Linked DNA regions of Sus scrofa: region 1 is linked to region 2. Evidence: chromatin contacts called from public Hi-C data. All regions are on one chromosome and are shown on one strand. The core of a region is the stretch at or near the end of the contact, and the rest is flanking DNA. Distances in the headings are between cores, read along the strand shown.

Region 1 (5,273 bases), core at 731-3,230, 150 kb before region 2:
GAAACAGCACAGTAAGACTCAGTAAAATGGTAATCCTACCACTTTACTCACGAACTTAATGAATGTAAATTCTCCAACTAATAATCAAGCTCAAAAGTGGGTATTTCAGGGTAATTTTTCTTTTAAGTGAAGAAAAAGTATACTTAGAATTTATTTAAAATTTTAAGTTAAAAATAACTGTAATCCTAGAGAAATCATACAATCACAAAGGAATAACTTTATTACTTTTTCTTATAATCCAAGAAACCTCAAAGTAGAATAGTAAATATAAATTAAATTCTAAGAGATGAAATTCTAAAAATTATATACATTTTTGTATATCAATCTTTGAGAAGAAACATATTTCTAAAAACAAGATGCAATTAATAACTACAACCCATTATATTCAGAATCAGTACTTACCTATACTAGAGGTATAATCAGTGGCTCCAAAGATCAACTCTGGTGCCCTATAGTACCGAGAACAGATATACGAAACATTGGGTTCTCCTCGGACCAGCTGCTTTGCACTAATAAAAGATCAAAAGCAGAAATTCTTTAAATTAAATCTAAACTGTAAATGAAACAAAACTGCTATCATTTGCAACACCGAATGTTTATCTAAGATTCCCATAATTCCTGTCATGCAACATACAGGAAAAAGAAAATATGAACCATAACTATCTCTGACAAAAGAAACTTATAATTTTAACACACCACTCTGAAAACAAAAAACAAAAAACAAAAAACAACAGTTACTTTTAAAGAGTGCATCTGACAATTGTTACCATGGAAAGATTTTAAAAATCACAAAGGATAAACACTATGTATCTTCTGCTCTTGTTCCCTGAATTTCACCTCTAAAATACAGAGAAAGAAAAGCAGACAAATAAGAGGTACCGCCTCTCACCAAAAAGCATAGTAATAGATTTTTTTTTTTTTTTTGTCTTTTTGCTATTTCTTGGGCCGCTCCCGCAGCATATGGAGGTTCCCAGGCTAGGGGTCGAATCGGAGCTGTAGCCACTGGCCTACACCAGAGCCACAGCAACGCAGGATCTGAGCCGCGTCTGCAACCTACACCACAGCTCACGGCAACGCCGGATCGTTAACCCACTGAGCAAGGGCAGGGATCAAACCCGCAACCTCATGGTTCCTAGTCGGATTCGTTAACCACTGCGCCACGACGGGAACTCCGTAATAGATTTTTAATATAAGAATGCTTAAGTAGGAGTTCCCATTGTGGTTCAGCGGTTAACGAACCTGACTAGCATCCAGGAGGACAAAGGTTTGATTCCTGACCTCGCTCAGTGGGTTAAGGATCTGGCATTGCCGTGGCTGACCCCTAGCCTGAGAACCTCCATATGACGCAGGTGGGCCCTAAAAGACACACACACACACACAAGAATGCTTAAGTAATATGTTTTTTAAAAGGTTAAGAAATCAGCACTCTCTTATAATTTGACTTCTGACTCGGTACTTCAAGGCTTACAGACCCAATCTATTTTATTTTTCCACCATTTGACCAATTTATTAACTGTCTAAACATTCATTACCCAATTAAAAAGACCCTTTCCTGTAGGACAGATAGAAAGCACAGTCTATGAATTCTAATTCTGTTGTCTATAAAGATTAATCACACCTTCTTTTAATCCAACTTTCCTTCCCAAATATTTTATGGCATGCATTTTAAATATTAAAGTAAATTAAAATTTTTTGCAATGTTTCTCAATATAACTTGAAGACAAACTGAAATAAAAAATGCTATAGAAGCTAATCATTTTGACATACAATATAAGAAAGATAAATACAGAAAATAAATACAAGCAATGGAATCCTAATCATAAAAAAGTAAGTAATAAGAGAACGTAAGCAAAGGTATAGGAAAATCAGAGTAGAGATAGATGAAAGCAATCACAAAGGTTTCAATTTGGTCTTTCCTGCACGCCTCCCGCCCCCGCTTCCTTTGCCACACCCATAGCACATGGAAGTTCCCGGGCCAGGGATCAAATCCAAGCCTCTACGCCACAGCTGTGGCAACACAGACCTTTGACCCACTAAGACGGGCCAGGGAGGGGTTCCTGAACTTTCTTTTTTTTCCATTTGTTTCTGGTCAACGGTAATTCTGACCTTAACCTGTTCTTCCTTCGTTACAAGTTGTACAAGTTGAGAAGGCGTAAGGCAGTTTATTTTTTAAACATTCTCCCCAAGATTGACACACAGCAATCATTTCATGAATTAATAAATATTAATCCCTATTTTTAGACTACAAAAAAAGACACTTTTCTAGAATAACATAAAAGCTTTCTACTTTATAGAGGATTTTTTAAATTAACAAGATAGATTCTAGTTATATAGTCAGCAAATTCACTCTAAGATAAAAAAGGCTAAGATTAGAAAACGCCACAGCCTGTAGATTTCTCCACTACTTGATGGATCTACCTTCCTTCTCTTCAGGTGAGGCTAATATAGCTTCCTGCCCTTTGAGGGTTGAGAGCCTCCAATACAGTGGTCACATACAGTCCTAAGAAAACCCAACTAGCTCTTCACCCTATTTCATTCAATAAAGAATTATTAACAAGAGGACAATACTGTTTTGTTCAAATCACTACCACATTGACACTAAGAATCTAGAGTGTATCTCAAACTCCACTTGCCCAAATCAATGGTTAAAACAACAACAAAAAAGGCAGAGTTTGTTATCAGAGCTCTTAAAAATGAACTATCATCATACAAGTGAAATCCAAATATGTTAGAACAAAGCAATTTCTATGTTCCAACAGAACGGCCCACAGCAACAGAGTTTTGACACTATGGTGAGAACAGAAATCCCACTAAGTTGATGTCTTCTAAGTATTTTTTACAGTCCACACCAGTCAGTCACTCTCAGTGGGGAAGACATCCTATAACAATAAAATTCATCTGATTTGGGCAGTTTGTCCAAAAAATAATATGCAGTAGCACTTTGTTTCAAGCGTCAAGTAAGAGTTTTTTGATTTAATATCCTTTACCTTTTCTTAGAGTTGAAAGGACAGAGTTACAGCCTGCAAAATGATCTGGATCCTATGACTGATGTCTGAAATCAGGCAACTCTAAGAAGGGGATGATCTAAAAGGACGCCCTTATGAGACTAAGAATTAATTCATGACAAAATTGAAGTTCTTATTTTTTTAAGACTCTTTCCCAAGAGATGGCCTGTGGAAAATATACCCTATATTAAATCTAAAATTTAAACTGTGGGTTGGTATAAAAGTCTTACAAAGAAGAAGAAATACAGATTATTAGCAGATGTGAGTCAATATCTATAGAGCTGAGGATGAAAAAAATGGAGAGAATCCAAGTTACATAGAGATTAGGACTATGAAGACAGAGATGACTCTGGGTGATTACACTAGAGCGGAAATAAAAGGTTAACTGCCTGAGATACATAGGAATACAAAGTTGATTTCATGCTGAAAGGTTAGATCAGAAAGGCACAAGATGCTGGATACTACAAAGATGGATAGGATTAAGTCTTATTACAGTATATATTACCAAGGAATGGGTTTATTAAGAAGACAGAAAATACAAAGGAATTTGAAAAAAACAAAGAGGGAAATGAGGCTAAATTATAGGGGTATTGCTGCTACTAGACCTTTTACCTCATCTCTAAATTAATGTTAACTGTAAAGTTAAGATGATACACAGTAATGTATAATAACCAATATTTAAAAAAATAGTTGTTACTGAAAAGGGGTCATATGCATCTAATAAAAATTCAAACAATATGAAAGCACAATCAAGGAACAAATGTTTCAACTACACTACACTCCCAGTTTCCCTTCCTAGAAGCAATCAATGTTTTGAATTTATTATATATCATTCCAGAAATAAACCATGTATGTATCTGTATACACATGGCCACACTGCATGTTTTTAAAGTACAAAAGGGAACATACTATATAGAGTCTTGGCCTTGCTTTCTGAATTTAGTATTTCTTAGAGATCATTCCTTTTCAATTCATAGAAAGCCACTTGTGTGTATTATGTTATATGTATTATATACTACATATATTATGTATCATAATTTATTTGGTCATTTTCCTGATAGACATTTATAAACAATTCTATGATAAAAATCCTAGTGTATATATAGCATTTTGTAAAAATGTGAATATATGCAAGAGAATAATTCCTAGGAGTTAAACTGCTGGATAAAAGACTACACACATTTACAATTCTAACAGAATTTACCAAAACTACCCTCACAAGAAATTACACCAGTTTATATACTCAAATAAGGGTAACAAAATTCTTAGACTGATAATGCAAATGAACATATTTTAAAAGAGTACATAGGGTGGGAGGGTGGGGAAGGAGAGAAGAGAAGGGAGGTGAATTGAGAGCTAGCTTACCTTCCAAAGTCACAGAGTTTTAAGACAGCTGTATCAGGATCCAACAAGAGGTTCTGTGGTTTAATATCCCGATGGCAGATTCCAAAGGAATGGATATAGGCTAAACTTCGGAACAGCTGATACATATACAACTGGAATAAAGAGTAAAAATCAACTGAACGCTTTCTATCCCAAACAATTAATCAGGAACAAAATAACATTTTCAGAAAGAACAAGCAAAATGCTGGGGACTGTTCACTCAATCTTCCTTTAACAATTTTCATGTAATTTCTGTATTAATTATCTAAGTATAGTTTCATTAACCAATACTGTATCTGTACCATTGCTTAATAATTTAAAAAAGGAAATTTTACAATGTGCTTTTATAATTTTTTATTTTACCAACATCCTACCACAAACCTATTTTTTTCTAAACACAGATTAAAAATATCAGAGGATAGTCCAAATCATATGCCTAACAAGTAACAGTTTACTTAGATCAAAATCCAAGTTTTCTGTTTTTTTAAGTTCATCATCCTTTATCAGCCCCAGGGTTACTGATACAGGGGTCTGGGAAACCTCACATGTAAACTGAGAAAATCTATAATCAACGATTTATCAAGGCACCAGGTAATCTATTAATAGCATCAACACTCCTGTTAATATCCTTCAGAAATAAGTAGACTTTAAAATGCCATTTATAAACAGATCCTAGATGACTACTGCCATCAATTTCAAAGAATATTTACTTAGTTTTATTACAAATCAAGATACACTGTGAAACTGGGTCTGCATGGAAGAAAGAAATGACTCTTGACTGGGGAAGAGAGTGTCTTTATGAAGAAAGTAAATACATCTTCAATCTTCTATTTCTTCCAAGGTCAGTGTTCACTTATAAATGATTTTGACTACTCACCTTCTGAC
Region 2 (4,781 bases), core at 743-3,242:
TGTTAAGTTGCTGCATGAAGTAATAAAAAAGACACTTTAACTCACACACTTTGCAAGAATTACTCCATTCTCAATCAACACCCACACTATCAAGAATTAAAGCGTCATTTTCAAAGAGAATCCTGGAAACAAAATGAAGTCCCAAATTTTAATATTATAAGCTATTGTTTTGCTCTCTGAAATAGATCTAATAAATTAATTACCTAAAATTGATTATGAGGAGTTTTTTAACTAAGATGAAAAACATACTAACACTCCAGTACCACAATAGGCTCTTAAGTAGCTATTAAAAGATTTGCTTCATCATAGCTGAAAACTACCCCAGAATTTTAAAATATTCCTCTCAAATGACCCCATGAAGTGCTTAGAAAGCTTGACCATTCCCTGAAAGATGCATCATCAGCTTCCCTCTTCACATACCCTGCATTCTCAACTAGCTAGTCACCAAAAAAAAATTTAACTCTCAAAAAAAAAAAAAAAAAAAAATCTACCATTCAGCTATTACCTTGGACTACACTGTCTTAGGCAAGCTCCAAAGGCCAACATGAATCAAATCCTGGGTTCAATTAAGAGTGATTATATTATGCTGTTTAAGGATATAATCAATTTCACATAACAGCATATACTTTAAAAAAAAAAATCTCAGTTCAATTCTCTCCTTCTTCTAGGCAACCAAATAGTTTTTCGTTGTCCTCATCATGCCCCTTTCTTGAGAAATAAGGAAACAGAATAGATATTTTTGTCAAATTCTGAAAGTACGTTTAAATAAACTCTTTAAATTCCACATAAACAGAGATACACAGGAACATCTGACACTTAGTGTACCACTCAACTAGACTTTTCTGCACAAATCTAGCAAGAGGGTCCAGTCTAGTAATAACCCTGAACAGAGCCCAAATTATACCCTATTATATCCAGGACCACAGCATTCTGCAAAACCTATGATGAAAAGGTCTAAATCCATATTCCTCTAACTGGATAGTCTTACCTAAAGAAAACCAATGCAAGAGTATTTTAAACAGTCTTAAGAAGGGACCCCTGAACTTTACATCATTTAGCATGTATGGAATGCAATGGCATCCCCAAAACTGATATATGGAGGGTCAGTGACAGTTAACATTCAACTCAGTATCTGACAACATGACAATACAAATCTCGATCAAAACCAGGACCTACTTCCAAGTTACCTTTTGATTAAATATTAACTCTATAGTGGTAGACTTAAAACAATGCATGTTGAGATACTACTGCTACTGAGTATCAACCTCACGGGTCCCTTCTAAGAGGAGGAATCAATGCTTGCCTGGAAATGTGAAAGTGGTCACTGAGCAAGTTCATCTCTGGATTAAGAACAAATGCGTTGTACAGTCACAAAGGCAAGAAAGAACTGTTAAGAGACTGTGACATTTAGCTCCTCTATTAAGTGTACAAAACTATGATAACCCCTGAGATCTGAGCTAACTATCCCTTGTTCCTAAAGACACACTGCAAAAGCACATAATGGTTTATGAATCTTGTCCTTCGCTTTATTCATGAGAATGAGCCAAGTAAACACTTCCATCACTATTTTAAGATGGAAATAAGTCAACCGCTTGATAAAGCTGGCAAGAAAACTATAAGAAATATTTCAAGTCAAATCATCCAAATAAAAATCATATTCCCTCTATTCAAGGTTAATGAGACCGGGGGAGGGAGTATGGGAGGAGAAAAGAGGGAGCTGCCTCATCCTTGACAGAAGACAGGTTTCTGCCCTTTTCCATTATCTCTGATTGTTATATCAGACATCATATTTTAAGATCCTGGTATTTCAAAGTCTCTTATTTAAAGGGTGAGGTGGAGAAAGAGTGTAAAATAAAATCAATACTCACTGCTAACTTTCATGCTGCCAAAAGCTGAAGGCTGCTGCACTGGCTTGCAGCTCTCCGCAAAGGAGGTGGTTCTGGGCCGCCCTGACATGATCACTGTCTTCCCGAATCACCTTCTTTTCCTTCCTTCCTCCTCTTCTTCCTTTTGTTTTATGTTGGGGTGTTAGGTTAATGATAAACGCAGCATTAAGTTCTCCCACAGGAAAAAAAAAAAGACTTCGTCCTCTTGGCTCTTCACTCCTTTTGTATAGCGACAAAAAAATGCGAGCGATGTATTTCTCCTTGAAGACAGATCAGTACGGATATTTAACATATAGATGATCTGGGACTGGGGAAAAAAAAAATACAATTCTCTCCCCTCCCTTTCCTTGGAGGGTAGAAATGGGTGGGAGGTCCTAAAAAATATGTATCACGTGAAACGGGGGCAAATACTTGATTGAAAATAAGTACTTTGAATATTATATTTTCCTCAGGGATTTTTTTTCCGAGTCAATGAAGAAGGGAAGCGGCGGAAGGATCACGAGTCTCACGCTTGAAAAGAAGGGGGGATGGGAAGGAGGGAGGGAGCGGGAGGGGGTGGCTCGGAGATGCGACGGGAAACGCTGCGGCTCCGGCAGCGGCGGGATCCGGCGGGCTGACGGCTGGGGCCCGGCGAACTGGAAGGCGGCGGAGTCGCGAGTCAGTCAGAGGCGGGCGGTGGCGGCGGCTCCTCTCCTCATTGCGCCAGGAGCAGCTGCAGGCGGCGGCTGGATCCAGCGGCCATGGCGGCGGCGGTGGCGGAGGCAGCTCCCTTCAGACCCCAGGCAGCGGCTCCTCGACTGCTCCCCATACGCCGGGGACATGGGAACCCGGCAACCGCTTCCGTCCCTCGGGGCCCCCTCCCCCGTCCACGGCACCGGCGCGACCGCCCTCCCTCCCGCCCCTCGCCTCTGCTCGGTCTCGCTCAGGAAGTGTCCGCGCTTTGCCCCCAGCCCGAAGCCCTGTCAGTGGCTGCGGGGCCGGCTCCTCCTCGCTTCCTTCCTTCCTTTGTCACTCGGGCCCGGGCGGCGGCGGCGGCGGCGGCGGCGGCGGCGGCAGCGGCGGCGGCAGCAGCAGCGAAAGCCCGCATTCGCCCGGGTCGGGGGCTGTTCTGTGTGAGGAGTGCCGTCTGCGCAGCCGCCTAGCTCTTCCCCAACCCCTCCCCCCTCCTACTCGTCCTCCGCCTCCTTCCTCCCCCACCCAGCCTTACACCGCCCAGCGCCCCTCCGCCCGCGTAACAGGCGTCTGAGAATTGCCGGCCGAGCCCGGCGCCCGCCCCCTTCGGCAGGGGAGCCGAAGCCCGAGCGGAGCCAATCACGGACGTCGTTTGTTTGCGGCTCCTCCCGGAAAAAGCCGATCGGCCAGAGGAGCCAATTAGAAAGTACCACTGGAAATCACGCCCAAGGGCGGAAAGTGCCGAAGATAGCCGACCGAGAAGAAGATGGGTTGGAGTGATACTGTGGCTGGCTGGAGGAGAAATTCGACAATGGCAGCAGCGGCCAATCAGAGTCGCCGGCTCTCACGAAAAAGCTTGAAGAGTTAAGAACTGTGAAGCCGGGAGTTGCTGGTGAAACCGCAAGGCTGGGAGCTGCAACCGCTTTGTAATTGGCCAAAACTCCGCTGGGAGTGTACCTCCCTTGGTGATTGGTGAAGAGAATGGGGCTTCCGAGGACAGTCTGACCAGTCAGGACGTCTCCTCCCTGGCCAAGGTGGGGAGAAGTAGAAAGCGAAGGGAGGGCTCTATAAAGCGCCTTCTCATTGGTCTCAAGCTTTGGAGCTGGAGTGGGGGCAAAAGGGAAAAGGAGGGAGACCGAAAGCGGTAGCAGTAGCCAATCGGCACTCACTGCCCTCCAATCGCGAGACCTAGCTGCAGTGTGATTGGCCTTCGGCCTCGGCGGCGGTCCCGGCAGCCGGGAGAAGCGCGTCTGGGGTTGTGGTGGATGGTCAGACAGGCTTGCCTGTGGCTACTCGCAGCCTGTGTGAAAACCGCAGATAGCGCGAGCCCTTCGCCCGCCAGTGGGAAACTGCTGCAGTCAGCCGGTCGGGGCTCGGAGCGCTCAAGCGAACTGAGGGTTTAAGGGCTCTCTCCCCCTCCCGACTACAGGCTCCCGGCGGGGCGGGGCTCATGTGCGCACAAGGTTTCCCTCCGCTGGGGAGAGCGCGTCTCCAGTGCCAGCTACTTCCCCGAAAGGCCCGGACGGATTCAGTGTGCTTCCAGGCAGGGGTGCGAGTTCTCAAACGCTAAATTGAGAACAAAGCTTCCACCTCTGCGCGGCCGCGCCCCGCCCAAACGCGAAGGCCAGTGATAGGAGTGAGGCCGACAGCCCCGCGCGCGGGCGCGCCCAGGCCCGACCTTCCAGAAACGCCCCTGAGAAATGAGCTCATGGTGGCTGCGCGCGCTCCTCGGGCGCGACTGCCCTCAGCGAAATGGGCCCGAGAGCAGGTGAGGGGAAGTGCAGTCAGGCCGGATATCCTGAAGTCCCTGAGGAAACGGGGAGTCAGAATAGCCCTCCACAGTTTGGGTTCTTTGGAAGTAGGGTGATCTATAAACTAAGCGGTCTTCACACGTGGACCAGTGTTCAGATTGCTATAGTTTGCCTAAGGACAGTGAGGTATGGCTACGTCAGGATAGCAAAAAAGGTAGACTGGACAGTTGCCATCCTTATTTAATTCCGTGGTCCCTGTAGTTTCCACCTGCAGAGTCATCCCTTTCTGTTAAGATGCTGTCACTAGAGAGCACATGTGAAAATACCCATACTTGATCAGATTAACCAGCTATTGCTTTGGAAAACTGTTGAGGAACTTGGGACTAAAGTAGGCTTTAATGGGGGACAGGAACGGTCTGCATAGGATTTGCAAACTTAAATATCTACTGGGACCAGGAAATTAATGCAAATC

What was found. Hi-C and Micro-C count contacts between places; a contact is called where the count stands out from the background.
Region 1: a contact with region 2 is called in a Hi-C map of liver, with 4 times the contacts expected there. The contact joins the enhancer-like site here to the promoter of GSK3B in region 2. A contact is called at or near these places in 3 of 5 promoter capture datasets (fetal liver and liver), 11 of 47 Hi-C or Micro-C datasets (adipocytes, alveolar macrophages, fetal skeletal muscle and 6 more) and 2 of 2 datasets of contacts at active chromatin or transcription factors (alveolar macrophages and skeletal muscle).

What each region holds. Positions count from the first base shown.
Region 1 is chr13:140,286,083-140,291,355 of Sscrofa11.1, reverse strand. GSK3B (glycogen synthase kinase 3 beta) reads right to left here. Exons shown (of 11, transcript NM_001128443.1): 5 at 4,371-4,501; 6 at 403-509. Among named protein-coding and RNA genes, the nearest start is that of NR1I2, 120 kb to the left of the region's middle. Within about 2 kb of position 1,980, at least 9 of the 83 cell types and tissues checked have an H3K27ac peak or open chromatin away from gene starts, as enhancers often do. A contact at or near this core is called in alveolar macrophages, fetal liver, liver and 1 more, where this site is marked.
Region 2 is chr13:140,134,377-140,139,157 of Sscrofa11.1, reverse strand. GSK3B (glycogen synthase kinase 3 beta) reads right to left here and starts at 1,992. Exons shown (of 11, transcript NM_001128443.1): 1 at 1,869-1,992. The coding sequence starts at 1,956.